Linked DNA regions of Mus musculus: all the other regions are linked to region 2. A link is a contact called in public Hi-C and HiChIP or PLAC-seq data. All regions are on one chromosome and are shown on one strand. The core of a region is the stretch at or near the end of the contact, and the rest is flanking DNA. Distances in the headings are between cores, read along the strand shown. Region 1 has its middle 51 kb from the start of Gm39084. Region 2 holds the start of Aqp8 (aquaporin 8). Region 3 overlaps Tnrc6a (trinucleotide repeat containing 6a).

The links. A called contact is a pair of places that touch in the nucleus more often than the background predicts. HiChIP or PLAC-seq counts read pairs in DNA pulled down with a chosen protein or histone mark.
Region 1: a contact with region 2 is called in an H3K27ac HiChIP or PLAC-seq map of trophoblast stem cells, with 4 times the contacts expected there. The contact joins the enhancer-like site here to the promoter of Aqp8 in region 2. A contact is called at or near these places in 7 of 39 promoter capture datasets (the C10 cell line, the HPC-7 cell line, HPC-7-derived erythroid cells and 3 more), 4 of 15 datasets of contacts at CTCF or cohesin (embryonic stem cells, large pre-B cells and pro-B cells), 40 of 484 Hi-C or Micro-C datasets (the 63-12 cell line, B cells, DN3 thymocytes and 13 more), 6 of 115 datasets of contacts at active chromatin or transcription factors (embryonic stem cells, pancreatic cancer cells, stem cell-derived neural progenitor cells and 1 more) and 5 of 9 other capture datasets (adipose tissue, embryonic stem cells, liver and 2 more).
Region 3: a contact with region 2 is called in a Hi-C map of liver, with 2.3 times the contacts expected there. The contact joins the enhancer-like site here to the promoter of Aqp8 in region 2. A contact is called at or near these places in 9 of 39 promoter capture datasets (the C10 cell line, the HPC-7 cell line, HPC-7-derived erythroid cells and 6 more), 2 of 15 datasets of contacts at CTCF or cohesin (the NIH/3T3 cell line and embryonic stem cells), 15 of 484 Hi-C or Micro-C datasets (the P5424 cell line, bone marrow-derived macrophages, cortical neurons and 7 more), 4 of 115 datasets of contacts at active chromatin or transcription factors (embryonic stem cells, extraembryonic endoderm stem cells, fetal liver and 1 more) and 4 of 9 other capture datasets (adipose tissue, embryonic stem cells, liver and 1 more).

What each region holds. Positions count from the first base shown.
Region 1 is chr7:123,045,502-123,048,201 of GRCm38.p6, forward strand. It overlaps a transcript of Tnrc6a not described here. Among named protein-coding and RNA genes, the nearest start is that of Gm39084, 51 kb to the right of the region's middle. Within about 2 kb of position 1,295, at least 76 of the 459 cell types and tissues checked have an H3K27ac peak or open chromatin away from gene starts, as enhancers often do. A contact at or near this core is called in the HL-1 cell line, pancreatic cancer cells, pancreatic islet and 2 more, where this site is marked.
Region 2 is chr7:123,460,978-123,463,677 of GRCm38.p6, forward strand. Aqp8 (aquaporin 8) reads left to right here and starts at 1,317. Exons shown (of 6, transcript NM_001109045.1): 1 at 1,317-1,481; 2 at 1,597-1,841. The coding sequence starts at 1,470.
Region 3 is chr7:123,186,115-123,188,814 of GRCm38.p6, forward strand. Tnrc6a (trinucleotide repeat containing 6a) reads left to right here. Exons shown (of 24, transcript NM_144925.3): 18 at 449-607; 19 at 1,239-1,379; 20 at 2,674-2,700. Among named protein-coding and RNA genes, the nearest start is that of Slc5a11, 27 kb to the right of the region's middle. Within about 2 kb of position 1,312, at least 14 of the 459 cell types and tissues checked have an H3K27ac peak or open chromatin away from gene starts, as enhancers often do. A contact at or near this core is called in liver, where this site is marked.

The sequences.
Region 1 (2,700 bases), core at 45-2,544, 420 kb before region 2:
GGGAGGACAGTCAATTTAGTTTACATATCTTGACAGTGTTGCAAAGCAACACAACCCGCTGAAGGAACAAGGATGTGCTTGTTGGTGTCTGAAGAATGGCAAGGATGGACATCCCAAGACTCACTCAGGAGTCAGAGCTCAGATGTAGGAGGACCGGCAACGTGCTTTACACGTTTCCCAGTGCACACAGGGAAAATGGGGTCCTCTTACTAAAAAGTATTAAGACTTTCCAGACGAGGGCCAGAGAGCATTGAACCAAGCATGGGGCCTTCATTAACACAAAGCCCTCTGCAAACCCAAAGGTCATGTGGTTTTAGCCGAGTTCACTTTGGGGCAGAGTTGGTTAAGACAACTGAACAGTTCAACTCCAATCCACATGTTGGCCATGTGCTGAAACATCTTCATTTGTTAAAGCATAGGGGCACAGACATGCAAGCACTTTTCAAATCTCTGCATGGTGGGTTGGGGAGATGCCTGGGAGGGCAAGAGCACTTACTCTGCAAGCATGAGGGCATGACTTTGAATCCCAGCACCCATGTTAAAAAGCCAGCTACGGGGCTGGTGAGATGGCTCAGTGGGTAAGAGCACCCGACTGTTCTTCCGAAGGTCCAGAGTTCAAATCCCAGCAACCACATGGTGGCTCACAGCCATCTGTAACAAGATCTGACTCCCTCTTCTGGAGTGTCTGAAGACAGCTACAGTGTACTTACATATAATAAATAGGTAAATCTTAAAAAAAAAAAAAAAAAAAAAAAAAAAGCCAGCTACGGCTGAATGTGTCTGTAACTTCAGAACTGAGAGGCAGAGTCGGGGGGGGGGGGGGGGAGCCCGAGAACTTGTTGGCAAGCCACTGTGGCCTAATGGCAATCTGGCTCAGTGAGATTCTGTTTCAAGGCAATACCACCCAGAGCAATAGAACACACAGACCTTCCAACACCCTGCTTTGGCCTCCAAATGCAGACACAAGGGCATGCACACTCAAATGCTCGCACCATACATATACAACACACAGCATCTCTGGATGGCTGAATTTGCTGGCATCTCACTGGGCCTCAGCAGGCCACATGACCGGTAGCTCAGGGAGTGGATAGGTGTTAAAAACAAAGGGCAGAAATACACGGATCCCCCGATCTCACTCCACTACTCAGAAACAGACACGTCTGAGTGCTGAGCTGCCTGGTGCTTTGCTTGCTAGAGATGGTTTCGGTTAACAGTCCGCAGCCTGATTTGAAGCAGGCATTGACGATGGTGAAGATTGTTAGCACTGCCTCCTCCCCAGAGGGTGTTCCTTTTCCAAGTATCCTGTGAAGCACCCGGTGGTGTGACTCATGCTTTTTCAACACCAACGCACATTAGCTGTCCAGTGGGGACAATACTCATAAGAATAATCGAAAGGAAAGAGGTGTTACAATTTCTGTATAGCATTAACAATGCCAAAGAAATCACAGGCCTGGCCCTTGTCTTTGTCAGAGGTGGGAAGAAATGTTATCTCTGATTTCAAGTGGTGTGTCAACACGCTGTGGTCAGCGGCTTGGAGGGACAGACTGGCATAATAGGACATTCAGTACTGAGGATAAGACACCAGGAAATTGAACTCATTGCAGGAGGAGGCTTTGGCAGCCGGGTGAACACTTTCCAAACACTCAGCTTCTTTGTTCTTTGGTAAAGAAAAGACACATTATTTAATGTATTAGGGCATGTACTTAAGAGCTGTACAAAATACCAGGAAATGTGAAGAAGGTCTTTCCAGTGATGAACCCAAACAAAATTAACTAGAAACTTATTTGCAGCTAGCCACCTGCCTAGTTAAAACATCTAACCTTTCAGCTTTGGAGTGAGGTGTGTCCTTAGCTGCTAATGAAAAGCTAAGTCTTCCATGGAACCTCACCATTATTTCTTGGTCAGTGTGGAACCAACTGTTGGGGTCATCAAACATTTGCTGCCTTATTTAAAAGCAAATAGTTGTTAATACATTCTAATTTAATAGAAAAAAATGGGATCTGTCATTAGCCCAGACATAGGCACAGAGATAAAGACAAAGGTAGGTAGAAACAGATGTACACATACACACACAACACACACACACATATGCATTCACATGCATTCAGGTGCACATGTGGGGGGATGTGCACGCACATGTGTGTGCATGTGTACAGAGGCCAGAGGCTAGCATCTGGTGTCTTCCTCGTTCACTTCCTTATTCACCACCTTACATACTGAGACAAAGTCTCTCAATCCCAAAGCTCACTGATTGGCTAGTCTAGCTAGCTGGCTTGCTCTGAGGAACCTCTGTCTCTGCCTGCCAGATGGTAGGACTATGCAAAGGTTACCATATGCACCTGACATTACATAGGTGTTGTAGAGCCACATCCCACCCCTCATACATGCTCAGCAAGCACTTTACCCAATGAACCACCTCCCAAGGCCTAAATAAAAAAATTTTAAAGATTTTAAAATGTATTTTATTTTTATGTGCACGTGTGTGCACCACATGTATGCAGGTACCTGCGGAAACCATATGAGGCCATCAGTTACAAGCAGTGGGCAAGCTGCCTGAAATGGACTAGGTATCAAGGCAAAAAGTACAGTGATCATTCTTAGCCACTGGCTATCTCCACAGCCCTATATATAAAATGATTTGAGATTTGTTTTCTTATCGTTTTTAATTGTATGTAGACATGTCTCTGCATGTGGGTGTGT
Region 2 (2,700 bases), core at 67-2,566:
GTGAAAAAGTGCTTTTTCTTCTGCGGCATGCTGTAAAGATTGGACCCTCCTCATGGAGTGTTCTCCAGGTGAACCTGAGGCAATGTATGCAAGGCTCTTAGCCAGCTGCTGGCACTGTAACATCCGAGTGTGCATTCTAAGGTTGGTGGACGTTAATACATATGAACTCTTGCCCGTGGGTGTCTATATGGGTATTACAGGTCTGTGGGGAAGGGGAACTGGTATAGCTCATGGGGTGTCCCCCCCCCCCCGCTGTAAGTTTTATAGCTTTGAAGGGAAAGGTTTCCTGGCAGTTGGGAGCCAAGGGATACCACAAAGCCATTCTGCATGACAAATTTCATACAAGAGATTTATTAGAAGGGAAAAACCCAGGAGGGTGGCTACCTCTGCTCAGACAAGAAGCGGCAGAGAACTGAGCAGAAGACAGGCTTTATTTTGGGCTTAGGGGTAGGGGAACAGAACTTTCCAGGGTAGAACTTTCCAGGGTGGGGATTAGTGGGACTTCAAATCCTGATCTTGGGCTTTTTACTCTGTAGGGCGGAGCTGGGCCACCTGAGTGGTGATTATAGCAGTTGGAGATCCTCAGGGGCAGGGCCTGGCCACTCGCACGCCATGAGGGGCTTACACATATATTCTGAGTTCATGGACTCTGGCATTTTTGTACTGTATCTGGAGCTACCTTGAGTCCTTTTCATTTCTTCACTCATTGAAGCCCTGTAAGGATGCCATGCCATTAGCTCAGTCGCTGTCATTTGCCGATGAAACAGTGAAAGTGACTCGAGCTCAGTGGCACTCAATTGCGTGGTTAGCTCTTGGCTTGTACAAGCTGAGCTGGGGTGTCAGTGCAGGCAGTGTGAGCAGAGGGGTGCATCTCACTGGTGGTTCCCTGGCTTTGGGTAGGTAAGCCCGTAGGTCCTACTCCTACTCATCCCCAGGTTTCCAAAGTCCACCAGCTTTACCATACACAACAGTGCCATATTGTCCCTACTGCCTTAGGCAGCCAGCAGCCATCATCAGCTCACACACTCGCTGGGTCAGGTGATCAGGGTATTTGTGGAAAAGGTCCTGGGTGGGAAAGAGACCCACGAGGATGGTGGAATGTCAATGGTAGCGGAGCTGGCTGTTACTGAGTGTGCAGTGTCTCCTGCTGGGACCTTCCTCAGGCCTGAGCACTCATGCACATGATACAAGCTAACCACGCCTTTCCTGTTGCTGGCACTAAGCCCAGCAATCATTGATCCCACGTGGCCCTTGCCCTGTTGAGATTAGAAAAAAAAAGTTGACTCTTCTGGGCCACCTCCCATTCGGGCTTTATTGCTTTCTGGACACCTTTGGTGAATGTCCCCAGTCCTTTAAAAGCGCAGAGTCCGCTAGACTCTACCTCCAGTCTGTGACCTAGAGATAAGTGAGTACAATCTAGGGCAGCCGGCGAAGCTCCTGGTAGCTCTGGCTCGGATCTTCTTGAGCAGATGTCTGGGGAGGTGAGTCTGTTGCCTGGGCAAGGGCACTAAGGATTTGGTCAAGGCTGGGGGTGGGGGCTTTTGTCTTGGGGCCTCTGCCACCCATGTTTCCTGTCTTTTTTTCCCCCTACGGCAGACACCAATGTGTAGTATGGACCTACCTGAGGTCAAGGTGAAGACCAGCATGGCTGGCAGATGCCGTGTGTTCTGGTATGAGCAATACGTACAACCATGTATAGTGGAACTTGTGGGCTCCGCTCTCTTCATCTTCATCGGATGTCTATCGGTCATTGAGAATAGTCCGAATACTGGGCTCCTGCAGCCTGCCTTGGCTCATGGGCTGGCCTTGGGGCTCATCATTGCTACCTTGGGGAACATCAGGTGAGACCAGACCTCATCATTAGCTTAGTGCCAATCTGGGGAATTCTTGGGCACCCACTTATGGTCTTACAAACGTGGGGGTGGGTCATCTAGCTCTGCAGTCTGTGAAGACTATTAAATAGGAGTCATACTGTTACTACATGTTAAAGTTAGCTTCGAGCCAACATATACCCATTGCTAGCTATTGCCTCTGCTCTATACTGAGCATGATTCAGATATTTGATTCTAGTGACAAACTTAAGAAATAGGTTCTGTTATTTCCCGTTTTATATTTGCAAAAGAGAAAAGTCCACATCACTGAGATGAGGTATTTGCTACCAGGTGGTGGAGCCAGGAGTCAAATTCAAGCTGTCTGGCTTAGTGTCCAAAGCCGAGGGATTGTCTTGGGGAGATGGGATCGTGGGGTGCTCAGTATTCACTACTGTTGCTGCTACTCTTTGGGAGTGAATTGGAAAAAGCAAAGCGCCGGGTTTTTGTCCACTGCGATGCACAGAAAGTGCAGGGGCTTCAACCTGACAAGAGTGTTTTGTTTTGTTTTGTTTTTTAGAGGCAGAAAAATGACCATCCCTTGGTTTTTTATCTGGGTAGGAGCCCAGTAGAATGGGTTGATGGGAGGTGGGCTGTTTCCCAGAAGAGCCAGCTGTAATGGTAGACATTCCGATTGGGTCATCTGACAGGGGGACTGGGATAGGGCTGTTCTCTATCTCACTCGAAATCAGATCTGAGTGAGGACATTGAGTTACTGCCCTCTGGGAAGAAACAATGGACAGTTTATTATCTCTTTAAATGGGTGGGTGGGGGTGCAGGAGTTCTGGGCAGGGTGAAAGGCACATGACCTTCTATCTAGGTAGGCCTGGTG
Region 3 (2,700 bases), core at 62-2,561, 270 kb before region 2:
AATGCCAGCTCTCCACTCGATAGTGGCCCTCAGTTTACTTTCCAGCACCAGTGTTGGACAACTCACGGCCCCAGGAAATGACTCTCTCTGCCTTCCTTGTATGAATCTCGCACTCGCACACAGAGAACAATTAGCAGAGATAGAGATCTGGCACTTGAGCAAAGGGTCTGTCTTCATCAGAATGAAGTTATAAGCAGAGAGGCACAGAGAAAAGAAGCAACAGGAATCCCCGAATCACTGGTTCTTTCCACCCCGTCTTCATGTGGTGTGTCAGAATCCTTGCTGTCTGTCTGTCTGTCAGGGAGCAGAGTACTGCTTTTTCTCTTGCATCTTCATAGAGTGTACTGGGCAGGTTGGCGTCCATTTCCCTGATGGGAAGCTTTGCTGTAGAAGAGGCTGATGTTGTAGCTGGCTCACATTTATTTCACCATCACATTGTTCTTTTTAGGTGCTATTTCAAGTGGTTTTAGGCTGGAAGAGTCTCCATTTGTTCCCTATGACTTTATGAATAGCAGTACTTCACCAGCCAGTCCTCCAGGTTCAATAGGAGATGGCTGGCCACGTGCCAAATCGCCTAACGGCTCTAGCAGTGTTAACTGGCCACCAGGTAAGATGCTTACAGCCTCTCCATGTCTGGTCTCAGCCATAGCTTAACAGGGTTCTGTGATCAGAAGCGCTGATGTGATGCAGTGGAGAGGCGAGCTTGAACTTGGGGCATTGGCTGCATGCTCCAGTTTTCTGTTCCACACAGTGATGGTGGATGAACTCACCACTGGTGTGAAGAGTCTCTTGGAGAGACTGTGTCAGAGGAGAGACTGTGTCTGTCAGAGGAGAGACTGTGTCTGTCAGAGGAGAGACTGTGTCTGTCAGAGGAGAGACTGTGTCTGTCAGAGGAGAGACTGTGTCAGAGGAGAGACTGTGTCAGAGGAGAGACTGTGTCAGAGGAGAGACTGTGTCAGAGGAGAGACTGTGTCAAGGACTCATTTGACACTGAGGGTCACCAGAGCTGCATCTCTGGCCTGCTTGAGTTGCTGCAGTGCTGAAAAGATGTAAACTCAGAGCAATTATTTCAGTTGTGTAAATAAGCAAGTTAGTAATGGATTAGGAGTGTGTAATACTTACTATGTTGTTACCAGCCTGGCCTTTTAGGGTGTTGTCACACAGAGTTTAGAGATGAATGTGTGGCTATTTAATTTGGATTTTAAAGCTGTGCACTGATTTTGAATTTGTATTTGCAGAATTTCGCCCTGGTGAACCATGGAAAGGTTATCCAAACATTGACCCTGAAACTGACCCTTACGTCACTCCTGGCAGTGTCATAAACAGTCTTTCAATTAATACTGTGCGGGAAGTTGACCACCTCAGGGACAGGAACAGTGGTACGTGGGGCATGGGCTGGTGTGAGAATGCTGTGCAGCAGTGTGGGATGATAACAGGTCAGGATGGCCTGGCCCTGACCCTCACCTGGGCAGGTGACCTTCACCTCACAGGTGAAGGGGCACAGGACAGCCCCTTCAATCCATTCTGCACTCCATTTAGATGCACTGACCCTTCCATTAGAAACTTGTGGTCGTAGCTCTTTTTTTAATATAAAATCTAATGTTTTGACTTTCAGAACATTCTTTCCATAAAGAACCAGTTTCTATAAACAACTAACTTTTCTATAGCTCCTTTTCAGCCTGGCCTGTGCCTTACTATCTTCTGCTGAATTGGCTTTCATGGCCTCTACGTAGCTCTTTGGTAGATTCTGCCATTTCAGAATGACACGATTCTTCACTTAGCATTATGATATGACAAACACTTGCTACCTTAATAAGCTGTGTATCAGTAAAGACTGTTAGCCCTTTTACATTCTTTGTAAATTACTAAAAGGGATAGAAAGGAGAATATATTTTACACACACATACAAAAAAATCAATTATTTTAGTGTTTCAGTAACTTTTTATTAATCTTTCTTCTAGGACAAAACAATGGAAAAAATATTCACATATGCCTATGGTAAAAAACAGCCCCATGGTAGTCATAGGGTTATTTCACCTGACAACCCTTTAGAAAGTACATACGTTTCACAGTGAGAACCTTGAAATCCCAGGCAGGCAGGCAGGCAGGCTGTTTGTCCTGGGGAAGCCGGTCAACATTCCAAGTGTAAATGAAGTATACAACTGGCAGTGGCTAACATTTTAAAAAGAAAGCTATGACCACAAGTTTCTAGTGGAAGGGTCAATGCATCTAAATGGAGTGCAGAATGGACAGTAGGGACTGTCCTGGTGCCCAGGTGAGGGTCAGGGCTAGGCCAAGACTAAAGAGAATATGTTAACTACAGAGCCCAAATATGGAGAAGGCTGAAGGCTCTTGGGTACTGCCTGTGACGGGCTGCCTTGATGACCTGTCTTGCCAGTACATAGTCATTGCTGTTCAGAGTGAAGAGCTAGAGCAAAAGCAGCCTCTTTAGTGCTGCAAGGAGAGCCTGGCTCATCTAGCCACTGCACACTCTAGGGGATCAAGAAGGAAATGCCTATTCTGAGCCAGGGCAGAACCAGTCAGCAGAAAGGAAGCTGCTATCTTGGGCCCTATCTTTAATTCAGATGCTTTCAACTCCTATCTTGAGGATGCTGTGGCCCTGCAGCTTCCTAAACCCCATGCCCTGCTCTGCTCATTGACTCTCTTCTGCAGGGTCATCCTCATCCTTGAACACCACGC